Linked DNA regions of Gossypium arboreum: region 2 is linked to region 1. The links are chromatin contacts, called in public Hi-C maps. All regions are on one chromosome and are shown on one strand. The core of a region is the stretch at or near the end of the contact, and the rest is flanking DNA. Distances in the headings are between cores, read along the strand shown.

Region 1 (7,190 bases), core at 3,173-5,672:
TTGTTTCTTTTGGTTGTATTATATATTTTCAAGTTAAAAATGCACACTGGTAAAAGCCTGAAACTGGCCAGCCTAAAAATGGCTGTTCAATCAGTCTTGCTTTGGTGGGAGCTTTCCTAGTCTCTTTTTGGTTTTTATAGGAAATCCCCATCTCTATATATGCACAATCCTTATATTTTTCACATGTAAAAAGTGAAATTCTGGTGGCAGCTTATCTTTTTCATGTGTGTGCTGAAGATTAGTACAATCTTAAGAATGTTTAAAAGCTAAGATTTTTTTTTTTTTTTTACATTTAAAAGCCATTGCATTTTGAGATTTAAGGATGCTTAAAGATTAGCGGGGCTTCAATTTTGTTCCAGCAAAAGGAGATCAATTTCATTAAAGCATTTCAACAACAATAAACCAAAGGTGCAGAGCCACTTGGGAGACAGACCATGATTGTGCAATTAAATATATACATACATATTATCTATATATGGTGTTATGTGGGTCAACCACCAATCCCAAAGACCTAGCCTTCAGTTACCTTTAGTTCCGTACGAATGCGACAGTAGCAACATGTGCTCCCAGAGATCCGCCGAACATGAATGTCGGATAAGTTTGAACATGGTTCAGATATTGGTACGGGGGGCAATCTCTGTGTGTTTCTCGGTCCTTGATTGTATTTGGGTCTTGGGGCAGCATTCCAGCATTTCTATGATTGAAATTTTCCACCTCTTGTACCAATTCATCTTTTGTATGGTTGCAAGATGTAATCACCTACAAGCATCATTTTAAAGAGGAAATGATTGTGTGGAAATTGTTAAATCTACAAAGTATAATGTATTTCATTTAAATAAAATTCTCAAACAACCTATAACCATGCCCGGATGTCTAGCCTTCTCAAAGCTAACTTTAAACTCATTTTTCATATATAATACTTTCATATATTATATGTATACATATTCACAAATCTAGCACTCGAACTCGAGCTTTGATTTCAATGGTTCTTGTTCCAGACAAGCATAAAAATCTACAAATAGAAAAGTAAAACAATAAATAAGCCTGTAAAATACTTACTAACACACCACCTGGGGCAACCAACTTCGAGACCGAGTCCCAGTACATCATCCTGAAAGGAAAAGTTTAGGAATTTTTAGAAGGTGATCAAATAGGAAATCATAGCAAATGCACAAGTTAGAGCTACTGAAAAACTACAAAGATTAGAAACAGACTATTTTATCTCAGTAACATAACTGCAAATTATGCAATTCAAATTATGAGATTCCACAGGCATTGAGAAGAACTTCCTAATAAATCAGTTATTTGTTAATATATGTTGGTGTACAAGGGAAACAGAGAGGGCAAAGGGTGAATTTGCAGTAAAGATGGTGCTATTATTACCTTTTGATAGGTCCATCAGGATGCAAGCCAATGGCATCAAGAGTCCCCTTATCCATGACAAGTTGAAATTGTCTTTCCAACTTTGTCTCAAGAATATCATCAACCTAAGGACCAAATGGAAATGGAAAATGGTCAATGTGCTCTGAGGATAATTAAGCCAGTAGAAGAAAATACCAATATGTAGTTTACAAATGAAGTCAGAAATTCCATCCATACCAGAAACTTGATGCTTGAAAATCCATCTCTGTCAGCATGACTTCGAGCGAAGTCAATTGCAACCTCGCTATAATCAATACCAGTCAAATCCGTGAACCTGAATTGAAAAAGGCAAAGTATTCACTTGACCATTACCATAACTACAATGATAGTAAGAAATTTTAGTTAATCCCAAAACACATTTATCAGAAAGTTGACCCAAGGACTACACATGTCTCACAGCACCATTAATTTAACAAAAATCACTGTTGTGACAAGGTGCACTTTAAGCTCTAGAATCCTCATATTACCTAAGGAGCAAAGCACAATATGTACATGTGTTTGTGGGTATATAATAAGTTTAAGATATGTAATTACAATAATGAACTCCACAGATTGGTCCAGTTTTATCCACAGAACAGCAATTATTATTTTCTTTTGTTGGGCCATATGCATGAATCATTGTCCTATGTTGTTGAATACTCAATACTGAGAAGTAAAGAATTTGACATCATTCCCCTTGTTAATAGTAAGGGTAAAGCTTATGGAAACAAAGTTAAACATAAAACACATTAAACGAGAACTAAAGTCAGGCAGCCCTTTTGTTTTGGTCATTGCCTTACAAAAAGAGCACCTAGGTATATGGGATAGACTGAACAATATGCAAACCAGTTTATTGTTGAAATTGAAAAAACCTATGAATTTTTTTTTCTTGAATTAATTTTAGCAGCATATATATAACACCAAAACCACAATTAAATCTCAGTGTACCCCTGCTTAGCTAGTTCTTGAAGGAGTAGACCATTGCCAGTGCCAATGTCAAGTACACTCCAGCAAGACAAATATTTCTCATCCTGTGCAACAGGCTCGCGCTTGGCCTCGTCAACATGATTTGGCATGTGACCTTGAGAAATATCAATACACAAGTTTTTGGTCCAAGAAGTAACAGTATCCATGATTTCAGCTCCAATCCTATTGAGAAAGGTAAACAGTGAAGAGACAAATAAATTAAAAGACCTAAAGTGAAATTCCCACAGTTGGAAGCTCTAGGAATCTGTATTAATAAGAAAGTTCTTAAACATGGCCCATATAACAATGCAGAGCTGTCAAGCCAGTCAGTTATTGGGGGAAGAACCATTGAAATGCATATTATGGTAAATTACATTTCATATGTTTATACACAAATTACGTAATTATGTGATTAATAAAAAAAAAAATTCCTAGTAGTATGAAGATATTGCCTAGATTGAAGTGAAATTACATAGTTAAGGTTATACTGACCAAATTTCACCAGCATGACTATGATCACGAAAACTTGTCAGCTCATCTGCATATGCACCGTTCCTATAATTCTGAAGACCAAGCACTGTTGTCATAGCATCAGCATCGGCTTCATCCTTGTCAGAACTGTGTATAGTGTATATAACAGAAACCAAACAAATCCATGTTAAGCATATCAGCATGATAAATTACAATATTCAATGCATTAAAAGTCAACTAATAAGCCTCCATTAGGTTGTTACCTTTCCTACTTGCAAAAGAAAAATATATTGTATAAAAACAAATAATGATCTTGAGAACGGTAAACAAAAATCACATAGAGAACAAAAAAAAAACAACATAGTTTTTGACATTTGCATGGAACAAACACATTTCAATAGGTAGTTCGTTTCAACCATCTACACCTTTTTAGAAGGAAGTATGCAGTGCATGAGATATTTTGGGAAGTCTCAATATACATAGCCTCCCCTTTGTTCACAAGAGAGGCTGTTTTAAGAGTTTGAACACATGTACCAGTAGATAACAATTGACCATCATGCTAAGCACAACCTTCAATCATATATGATTTTGTTTTTATACTATTTGCAATTGCTTTATAGCGAGAAAAACGCAATTAACAAAAGAACCAAAATAGAATATAAGAAGCAAGAACTTGCTTTGTGATTGCATTCATTTATACAATTATACCAATAAGCCATGTTACCTGGACAATTCATTTTTCTTTCAAGTAGCTATGCCCTTCAGCTGTGTCCAACAAGGCATGTGCACATAGGGAAAAACTTAAAAGAAATTAAGCATACACATCTTAAACAGATTACTGTATCTGATACTATTACTCACCATGAGCTAAGATAACATAGAAGATAACTAATTACATATTGAAATCCAAAAATGTATTATTTGGCTAAAAAAACTCAAATTGTATAGATTGATCATTTCAATAAATTTTCTTTTCGTTCCAATAGCATTGATAGACAGCTAAATGTACATTTGACCTTATCACAAAGTTCGATATTTTAATTGAATTCTCAATAGATCAAATCTCAAGCTTAAAATCCAATATACTGATTCATTAGCTAAAAACTCAAATTTTAGTCAAACATTCAATTGAAAATTGCGAAAAAAATGAAAGACAAATAGAACTAGAAAAAGAAAAACCTGTAATTAAGGGCAGCACGGAAATTGGCAACGGAGGAGAGGGCTTCGGCAGCATCAGCGTGGCGCTGCTCATCGTCAAGTGTGCTCCCGTAATCGCTCTTTATAGACCAGGAATCTGCAGCCACCGACCGCTCGTCGTCGGACGCCACTTCTCGACCGGCCTGCAGCTGTTGTTGCGGCGGTGGATGTTGTTGGGTTGGATCCGGTGACTCTTCCGGCGCCAATCTGAATACTGCCATGGATTTTAAGGTATTTAATTTTAAAATTAAAAAAAGAAAGAAAGAAAGAAAATTTGATTAATTTGTGATTGAAGAAAAGAAATTCCGAGGTTTCTTTTAGTAATATTTTATGTGAAATTTCATTTATTAAAAGTTGCTTACAACTCTGAGAAATATTCTGATTACGCACGTGTACTGAATTTAGAACACGGCTACTATATATAGGTCAAATTTTCCTTTTAGTCCCTGTGTTATGTTAAAGTTATAGATTTAATCTTTATCCTTTTTGAATTTTGAAATTTCAGTTTTCATCCAAATTGTACCAATAAAACTCTTTAGGTCAAATTTTGCTATTATTCCCGTACTATGCATAATTTGTGGATTCAATAATTATTCACCAATTTGACAATTCTTAGCCATTATAGTTTTAAAATCTTGAAATTTCAATCCCAACTCAAATGAATGATAGCACTCAAATCTATTAATTAAAATAACATGACTTTTTTATGTGTGAATATCATGTGGAAATAGCAAGTTCACATAGCATTATACATTTAATAACATATTTACCGCATAAGTTTTGAAAATAGTAAAATTTAATTTAACAAATATAATGATTATTGTTTTCGTCATCACTAAAATTATAAAATTTGAAAAATACGGTACTAAAATATTAAATTTATGAAATTAATAATTTATACATAATATAAGAATTAATAGGAGGATTTGACCTTATATCTACTATTATTTATCTTTTCATTTATGAAATCAATTTTGTTTTTGTCTTTAGCCTCTCAACAATCTTGAAATTGAAGATTCATCATTTTATTCTACTCTATTTTATAATATTATTAGATGGTTGAATTCAAATGAATAAAATTGTTAATTATGACATGAGTTTAGTCCATTTGAAAATAAATCTTCAATTACTCTATTTAATGAATTTTCAGTCTCATTTAAAATTTAAAACCCACATATTTTAATTTTTAGTTAATAATATTTACAAATTAGATAATAAATTTCTAGAATTAAAAGTAAAAATACAAAGTTTTAAAAGTCCAAGAGTCGCAAAACTAGACTAAAGTAATAAAAGGATATAATGCCAAATTTAATCCTTAATGTTTATATTTTTGTTAATTTGGTTCTTTTTTTAGTTAAATTTAACTTTTAATCTTTTAAAAGAGTTAAATTTCTTTTTAACAGAAACATTAACTAAAACATTAAATTTTTAACCGTCCATATATACTTCATATTGATATTTCACTCTTTATCTTATATTTCATATCAACAAATAATTTAAAATTTATAAAATATTCAAAAATAAAAATTTCAAAAAATTATAAAAACTTGGTAAAAGTTTAAAAAATTATTATGAAGACATGTGAATGTAATGACCGAATTTTATGGTTATCGAAAAGTGTATTTTTGGGTCTCCGTTGTTGAAAAATAGATCCGTAAATATTTATCAAAAATATTTACAAAGTTAATTGAATGGTTAATTAAAATTTAATTAAGTGAATTTAGCTTAATTAAGGATAATTGGATAAAAGATTAAATTGAATAAAGTGTGAAAGTTTAATTATAGATTAAAAGAAAATAAAAGGACCAAAATAGAAATTATGCCATTTAGCATAAATGAGGAGACATATAAAGTAAAAACTAAAATTTTTACTTTCAGATTTTAATTATAAAATATATATTTATTAGTAATTATTAAATTAATTTATTATAATTATATTATAAGATAATTATATGATAAATAAATTAAATTGTGACAAGTGTGTGACAAAAATAAAATACATGTGTAATAAATATTATGCATACATTTGTAATATATGTATGTATTTACTTATTATTTAAGTAAATATTAATGTTATTGTTATTATTAAATTGATATTATATTATGAAATAAATTAAATAAAGATAAATATATGGTAAATAAAATATACAAGTGTAATACATATATTTGTACAATTGTAGTATATTTTATTTAATTGCTTTCTATTTAAATAGATTTTATATGAAATAAATAAAATAAATAAAAGAAAGACAAGTGTATAAAAATAATTTGGTATAAGTGTAATAAATATTATACATACATTTGTACTACATGTATGTATTTGCTTATTATTTAAGTAAATATTAATGTATTTATTATTATTAAATTGATATTGTATGATGAATAATTTAAATAAAGACAAATGTGTGGATATGATTTGATACAAGTATATAAATAAAAATATATACATTTGTAATATATGTATTTAATTATTAATATATATTTATTAATTATAAAAGATATTTATTAATCAAATGATTATATTATAAGCTTTTATGTACTAAATAAATTAAAACATGACAAATGTATGATGATGATATGTTACATGTGTAAATATAAGTAATATTACAATTGTAATAAATATATTGATTATTAAATAGATATTTAGTAAGTTATTATATATATATATATATATTTACAAAGCAAATAAAAGGAAGAAAAGAATAGAAAAACAGAATAGCATGAAACGAAACAGAGAAAGGAAGGAAAGAAAAGAAAGAAAGGGAGGAAAGAGAAAATTGAGATTTCAAGGTTTGAAAGTTTAATAGTTGTTTCGGAAATCTCAGTTAAGTAAGGAAAAATGCAAAGTCGACGGGAGCTAGCTCGAAAATTACGGTTTATATTTCTATAATCCGAACATAGTTATTAATTGTTATATTTTATTCAATGCCTTTAGTGATTGTTGAAGTGAGAATTATTATATTTGATAATGGAAGAGGGTTGATTTGGTATGTTATGAATTTATTGAATTAATTTTGAATTGAATTATATATATATATATATATATATGTGTGTGTGTGTGTGTGTGTGTGTGTGTGAATGTGATATTGTGCAATTATAATAATTGAATTTTGGGTGAATGTTATGATAAATAATTAAGATGTGAATTATTTGTA
Region 2 (7,124 bases), core at 2,072-4,571, 260 kb after region 1:
AGGTATGCCCACTTGGAAAGCTTTTATGCCCTTCCCTAATGACACTCTTATCACCATGACAGATGACATTTCCCCATTTATCATAAACCTGAGAAGTAATAAGGTTGAGTTCTTTGCTAAAATATTGACATTAAAAAGTTTATATTCTGAGAATAGCAGGTCTACAGAGGCATACATCCTTTCCATCTGGGAAACAGCGCCAAAAGAAGTCTGGCCGAGGTCTTCCAACTGCATTTTTTATCGAATCAGTGATAACAGCCGTCACTAGAACGGAGAACAAGAGGCCTGCATTAACAAATGAATTTTAGTCATCGCTTTAAGGTTATGATACTTTTCAACAATGCAGAAGAAAATGTTGTTAATAAAACAGAGAAATATCCGAAAGTTACACTTACCTAGTACAGCATGATGAAGATCATAAACATCCCTTCTACGAATGTACACAAAGATAAAAATCAGCATGGGCAACAGAACGGCATACATCTAAATATTGGGGGGGCAGGAAAGAGTGAGACAGGCAGAATTTCAGAGAAAGAGCTCTTATACAGAAAATAAGGCAAACCGAATTTACCGGCACAGCCCAAACAGGAACTGTATTACTTTGTAAGGGGTATCTTAGATCATCCATCATATCCTTCCCAACAAAGCGATAAAATGGATGAATGATAAGGATGACAACCCATATCACCACAAGCAATACAAGAATAAGCCAATCATGCATGTGTGTCCTTGCAATGGTGAGACCATGGGACCTTATAGTATGTGAACCAAGCTGGACTTCATCCATTTTGTACTGTTTAAAAATATGAATGTCAAAGTACTGTTAATATTATGAATTATAAGATCCTCCCAGAGGCACAATAAGAAGGAAAATGACCACAACCATCATAGGATGCAAAATCCACCAGTAAACAAGAAAAACAACAGAAATAAATTCCATCAGAAATCATAGGCAATACATATTTCTCAAGGGATTAAAGATAAGCAGCATAAGCAACCTTATGCCAAAGAAAATAACTGGAATGAAAAGTTTCTTGACTTCTTTGTATGATTCATCTCAGAACTTTGAATTGAATACAGCATTGGCAGGATTACTGTCCGTTTATATATATACACTTCACTCCCAAGAAAAAAATTTAATGAAAAGTATGTCAAGGAGAGTAAGTTAAAAATTACAACTCCAATATCCAACAAGATAAAGAAAAAAGCAACACAGCAAGAGTTGGCCATCTCAACATTCTCAACTATGTTCTGTTAAAACAAGGATGCCTAGTATTCATCACTCTCCTCCAAAAGAGACATTTAAAGCCAGCATATACCTTTAACCTATGATATTTGCATGCTTGAATATTCCGATATGTTAAGGTCAAAGAAAGGTTTTGGTAATTCAAATTTAAAAGAAAAAAAATGCGATACCTCTATATTCCCTTGTTCTATCAATGGAAGAAGGTCAGGGGATGACAAACAATGACTAGCATTTGCAGGATTCTCCACCCTCATGCTTGATAAATCCTAGTCTACAACCAATCGATCTTCAGGGATTAAATATGAACCACCCTCCCCCTGACCCCACAACCCCAAACACACCAAATTCCATCCCTTTACACCTTGAATTAGGAAAGTTTGTGTTCAGGTTTAAATTTCCACTGTATCTAACTTCTGAATGGTTCTTGAGCTTAAGAGAAGATAGTGGAGGACAGATAAGCAGCACATAGCCGGCATATATGTATGAATGTTTTTAAAAAAGCATTTTTCTTATAGCTAAGAGATCAGTCCATAGATAGAACAGACAATAAGTAGAAACAAGAGGTAAAGATCACATTCCTTGAGATTTTATCTCTTTAGTAAACTGCATGTTGAAGAATAGCGGTGATCAACCCTATAGATGAAAACTATAAAGCATGGGAACTATCTTAACTGAATCAAATAGTTCAACCATACTTTCCCATGCACAGGAAGCACAAAACTCATGAATGGATGGCTTCTACGCATGAAAGACTTATAGTTAGATGTTAGAAAGCCACAAATTGAACAAAAACCAAACTCAGGATTCTGTTTTGGTTTGAATAAAATATCAGATAATCAATAACAAAATCCTATTAGTACATAACTAACTAAACCATCACTCTATCTAGAATCTCCAGTATATATCGACACAAAGTGACATGTCAGCATCAAAGACAATATCCAAATTTTGGGGAAAAAATTATTGTCTATTCTTTACTTGATCTTAAGATAAGATCTTAGTAATAATTGATAGTGATATGCATTTCAATCCTAGATTCTTTTAGTCTTAACTGAAAGGAGCAAATAAACTAACTGGAATCAGTATGGTTTACAAGAAAAAAAATTACTGCCAATAATTGAATAATTAAGCACCATAACTTACCATAACATGTATAAATAGTAAATCATCAAACTTTAATTACATATAACACTTCTAACAAGTTCTAACAAAATGAAATACTCTCACAAACATTTAGAACAAACTCCAGACAGTATAATCCCCCAAATTCCAGAGTTTAGTTACCGGAAACTATAAAAGAAAAAAGAACATGATTCTCTCCCAAATCACAATTATTCATTCATACCAATATTCTACCATACTAAAAGCATAAACCAATTATACAGGAACAATGGAAATACAAATAAAACAACTAGATCAAGTAAAAACAGAACATTCATAACATAAGAGCAGTTAAAAATAATAATTAAACTGTGAGCTATATTTAAAGTATCAAGATATGAAACTCAATCTGTAAGTTAAAAAAAATTCAAGTCATAAAATAGTACAAACCTTGAAAATATTACTGAAATTCTTAAGCCATGAAAGAAAAACTGAGTTCCAAGAAGCCATGAGGTATAAACTAATAAAAACACACACAGCGGCACAGACACACAGAGAAAGATGCAGATAATAAACGGGTTTTCTTTTTACAGTAACAATATGTATATATGCCAAATGCAGAAGAAAAAAACCCAGCAAAAGAAAAGTCAAAATTTGAAAGAGACTAAAGTGATAGTGCTGTTCCCACACCAAAGAATGTATACACAAAAGCAAAAGATTCTTATACTCAATAATTCTGATAACAGTAATAGTAAAATGCGAACCATTGATTGACAAAAAAAATGATTGAAATAAAGAAAGAAGTTACCTTCGAGCTATTGGGGAGAGGGTTTTGATAAATGAAAAAAAAAAAAGTGAAAATGATGATTGGGTGTTGGGATCCAAGTGGAAAGAGAACAGAGGGAGGCTGTTCCAGCAGACGGCCACCGAGTAAAATAAATTAAAAGAAAAATAGATATAATTAATAATAATTCCTATTTTTAATTTTTAAAAATGTTTTATCTATTGTACCTGTCTCAGATGTTAACAAAAAAATGAAAATAAAATTTAAAAAAAGTTAGATAAATATCCCATTAATAGGTTTGAATAAAAAAGGAAAAACACTTAAGTATTTTTGTTCTTTTTTTTTTTTTACGCGTTTCAATATATCAAATATTGTCATACACGTGATCGTTTTAATAGAATAAATTAATTTCTTTTTTTAAAGCTATCTCGCGTTTAGTTTACGAGTTTATGAATCTTCGATTTCCCGTTGTGGAAAGGACTCGAATTTGAAAGAGTCTATTGGGAACGTTGTATTTAAAGCAATTGGACCGTTTTGGCCTTTGAAGCCGACGACGGTCAAATTAACACGCAATAAATGGTAGTGACAATGTCCACAAATTCATATCATACTACGTATTACCAGGGTTTTGTAGTTTAGTCCTATCTTGGTGGTGGGTTTCTAATATCATTTATTGTAGATGACTTTTTCTTTTTCTTTTTTTTATACGCGGAATGGGCACAAAAAATTTGAGGGATGAGAAATTAAGTGTTTTATAAAATTGTTTTCAAATCAATATTTTATCTTAATACCGTTAAGTTTCCAATTGAATTGATACACGAGTTAATCAAATATCTTTTAATAAATAAAATAAAATATATAAATTTTTAGATGTGGTAAAACCATACATAAGAAAGGAAAGTAAACGAGGACCAAGCTTTGAGCAAATGTACAATTAGTGCAAGACACCATATGCAAAATACATACATATAAAGTTTAATACAGACCTTACAAACAAAACAAGCTAAGACTCAGATGTCAACAAACCAAAATTTGAGGAGAGCATTTTCACATGAACCCCGCCGTCATTGTCTATTCAAAGGAAGCAAAGGTGAAAACCCTTTTTGGTATACTTTGATGTTTGGCCATCAATGTGGTGAAGCCGCAATGATGCATAGAGCCCTGTCATGCCAAAAAAAAAAATTTGGGTTCTTTATCTCTCATTGTCCATTTATAACTCTGGTAATAGTTGATTCATCAAAACAGAAAACTTAAGATGAATTCTTTTTTTAATAAATTACCTATCAAACAGATCCATTTTACTTTCAAAATACAAACATGGGGATTATTGAAATGTTTTTTGTTTTTTGTTGACTTGCCCCCATTGCAATGGACCCGTTTCTAGCTAGCTTGTTCCATTAAACGCGGGCAGCTCGAGAAAACTACCATCGAAGGGTGGAGCCAAACACAAGTACAAAGACTCGAGAGACCTCCCACACGGAAAGAGACACAAGAAAGGCCCAAGTCCAACTTTATTATTCCACAAGAACTTGTTGGGATGATAGGAGGAAATTTGCAAGAAAAAATGTGGGCATGGAAAAGGAAAGATGAGAGGCGGAAAGTGAATTGAAAGGGTGGTTGTTTCCGGCAAGGTCAACAATGGTCACCCTATTAAGGACCACACCAAAAATAGTCATGAGAGGTAGCAAGGAGGAGAAAAGGTAGAGAAAGAGGAGAGAAAGAGCTGATTGGTGAGAAAATGTGAGGTAGAAACGAAACTAGAAGAAGGAAACAAGAGTGATTGGCGCCAATCATAAGGTCAACAGTTGGTGGGTTGGAACAGGAAAGGAAGTAGGATGAGATCGAATGGCCATCGATTGACCCTAAAGCAGATGCTTGACAACAAAAGCTTACCTCACGATTACAAAAACAAGAGAGAAAATTATATGAACCTACATATAGTTTTTATATCATAAGTTTTTTTACAAAAAAATAAATTATATTATACTTTGTTTTTATAAAATAAATATATAAATTTTGTATGCGGAATGGCATAGCATACACATAAAATGGTAAACTTAAAAAAGTTTTTATAAGATGTGGAATTTTTATTATAAAAACGAAGTATTTTTAAAATTTAAATGACATAATTATCATTGTAAAATATGAGGGGGTTCAATATAATGAGTAAGTTGGTATCACTTAACTCGTGACACCAAACTTAATAAAAGACTTATATATGTTTGAGTATGTATGCTTATAAAACGTCCATAAATGTATCCACATAATATCAACCACTCATGCGAGTGCTTACTAAAAAGCAATTACATTTTAATAAATTTAGTTGTAACAACCTAGCTTCTTATAAATAATAAGTTGAAAATCTGAGAATAGATGGAGTACAGTTAATGAAATTTCTCGATTTTATATTTAGAATTTCTTTTTCTTTGCTTAATTTTTCTTTAGCTTCCCACCACTGTTCAAGTTATGTTATCCTATCATGGTATCAGGGTCAAGTTGATAAGCAAACTATTGACCAGAATTCTAACTTATCTCAATTAACAATCATATGTTAAAACTAATGTGCATGATAAGTTTACCTATAATACCAACACAGTTCCAATAAGGTGAGATGGTATACTTTATCAGACATAAAATACAAAGGTTGACATTTTATAGTTTTTAAATCTAATTCAACCACATTTCTTCCATCTATGTATACTACAAATTTTGTTATTCAAGTCCTTTATTCTCCTTAATTTAAACATTAAGCTAATTTCATAGCCTATCAGTTCCACATTTCACTTATTTTAAACTACTCGATGAAACATTGTAAAAGAGCTCAATACACAAGTATAAATCACATATGATGCTCATCTAGGCTAATCATATACATTGGTGTCGGGTTACCTATCCCGGCTAAACCTTTTATTAACACATTAAATAGCCTGGCCAGGGTTGTATATACATGTAAGGTTACCTGTCTAGACTAAACCTATAAAACAACATCATATTACTCGTCCAAGTTAAACTTGTCTCACATGTACTTTCGAGTCCTCAACAAATGTTGGATCTCGGAATCATCGAAAATCACCTGTAACCATGTGTATGAGACTTTTACCAAGTTCATCGAGACAATTTCAAAATATAATTTCGTCATCATTTCTTTGCAATTTAGTTCATTATCACCTTGTGTAGCTAATTGAAGTTTCCAATTAAACATTCTTATATGTATAAAACTAAAATTTAACAAAAAAACTTAATCACATTTATGTTATAAAAACTTACCTGGCAAAACAACAACAGATAAGGTGTTAAGGACTATTCAACAATTTTCCCTTTTCCGCATGTATCCTTTGGTTGTTGTAAATCTCGATCTAAACCATAATTTAATTAAATTATCAATAGTTATATGACCATTTAATTTTATCTATCAAATAATCCCTAATGTTTTAAAATTTATTCAATTCAGTCCCTAAAACCGAAAATTCCATAACTTTCAAATTTGATATTCGATTTTGAAATCGATCTCAATTACATCCTTCTACAGTCTATCAAAACCTACATTTATAGAAATCTTATGCCAAATTTAAAATTATTACACTTTAATCCCTATACTCAAAACTAGCAAATTTCACTTTACAAATTAGTCATTTTTCATATCTAAGTTTCAAATATAACCAAATAACATAAAAAACTTCAAGAATACTTAAATGATAACTTTTGTAAACTTTAATCGTTTCACAAATGAATCATTGAATGAGCTAAATCAAGATCCCAAATTTTCAAAAACATAATAATAAAAAAACTAAATTGGGATAACTAAATAAGTGTCGAAAGCTTCAAAGCCCTAGAGAGGTTCTCTTTGATGGAGAAATCGGTGGAAAGGAGGAAGGTGAACAAATGTATTCTCTCTCCTTCCACCATACCTATTTGTTTATTTTAATTATAATATTTTTATGTTATTTTAATTATAAATTATAATAAAATACCGTATAAAATTTAACCAAACAG

The links. A called contact is a pair of places that touch in the nucleus more often than the background predicts.
Region 2: a contact with region 1 is called in a Hi-C map of leaf, with 4 times the contacts expected there. The contact joins the promoter of LOC108451026 here to the promoter of LOC108468414 in region 1. A contact is called at or near these places in 2 of 5 Hi-C or Micro-C datasets (both in leaf).

Annotation. Positions count from the first base shown.
Region 1 is chr7:94,844,660-94,851,849 of ASM2569848v2, forward strand. It overlaps LOC108468414, which reads right to left and starts at 4,423. Exons shown (of 7, transcript XM_017769301.2): 1 at 4,018-4,423; 2 at 2,860-2,985; 3 at 2,350-2,550; 4 at 1,600-1,696; 5 at 1,384-1,487; 6 at 1,060-1,111; 7 at 349-759. The coding sequence starts at 4,256. The coding sequence ends at 529. It overlaps LOC128295357 (a long non-coding RNA gene), which reads left to right. Exons shown (of 2, transcript XR_008285746.1): 2 at 300-740.
Region 2 is chr7:95,102,984-95,110,107 of ASM2569848v2, forward strand. LOC108451026 (putative lipid phosphate phosphatase 3, chloroplastic) reads right to left here and starts at 3,322. Exons shown (of 8, transcript XM_017750327.2): 1 at 3,156-3,322; 2 at 572-793; 3 at 396-483; 4 at 176-285; 5 at 1-88. The coding sequence starts at 787.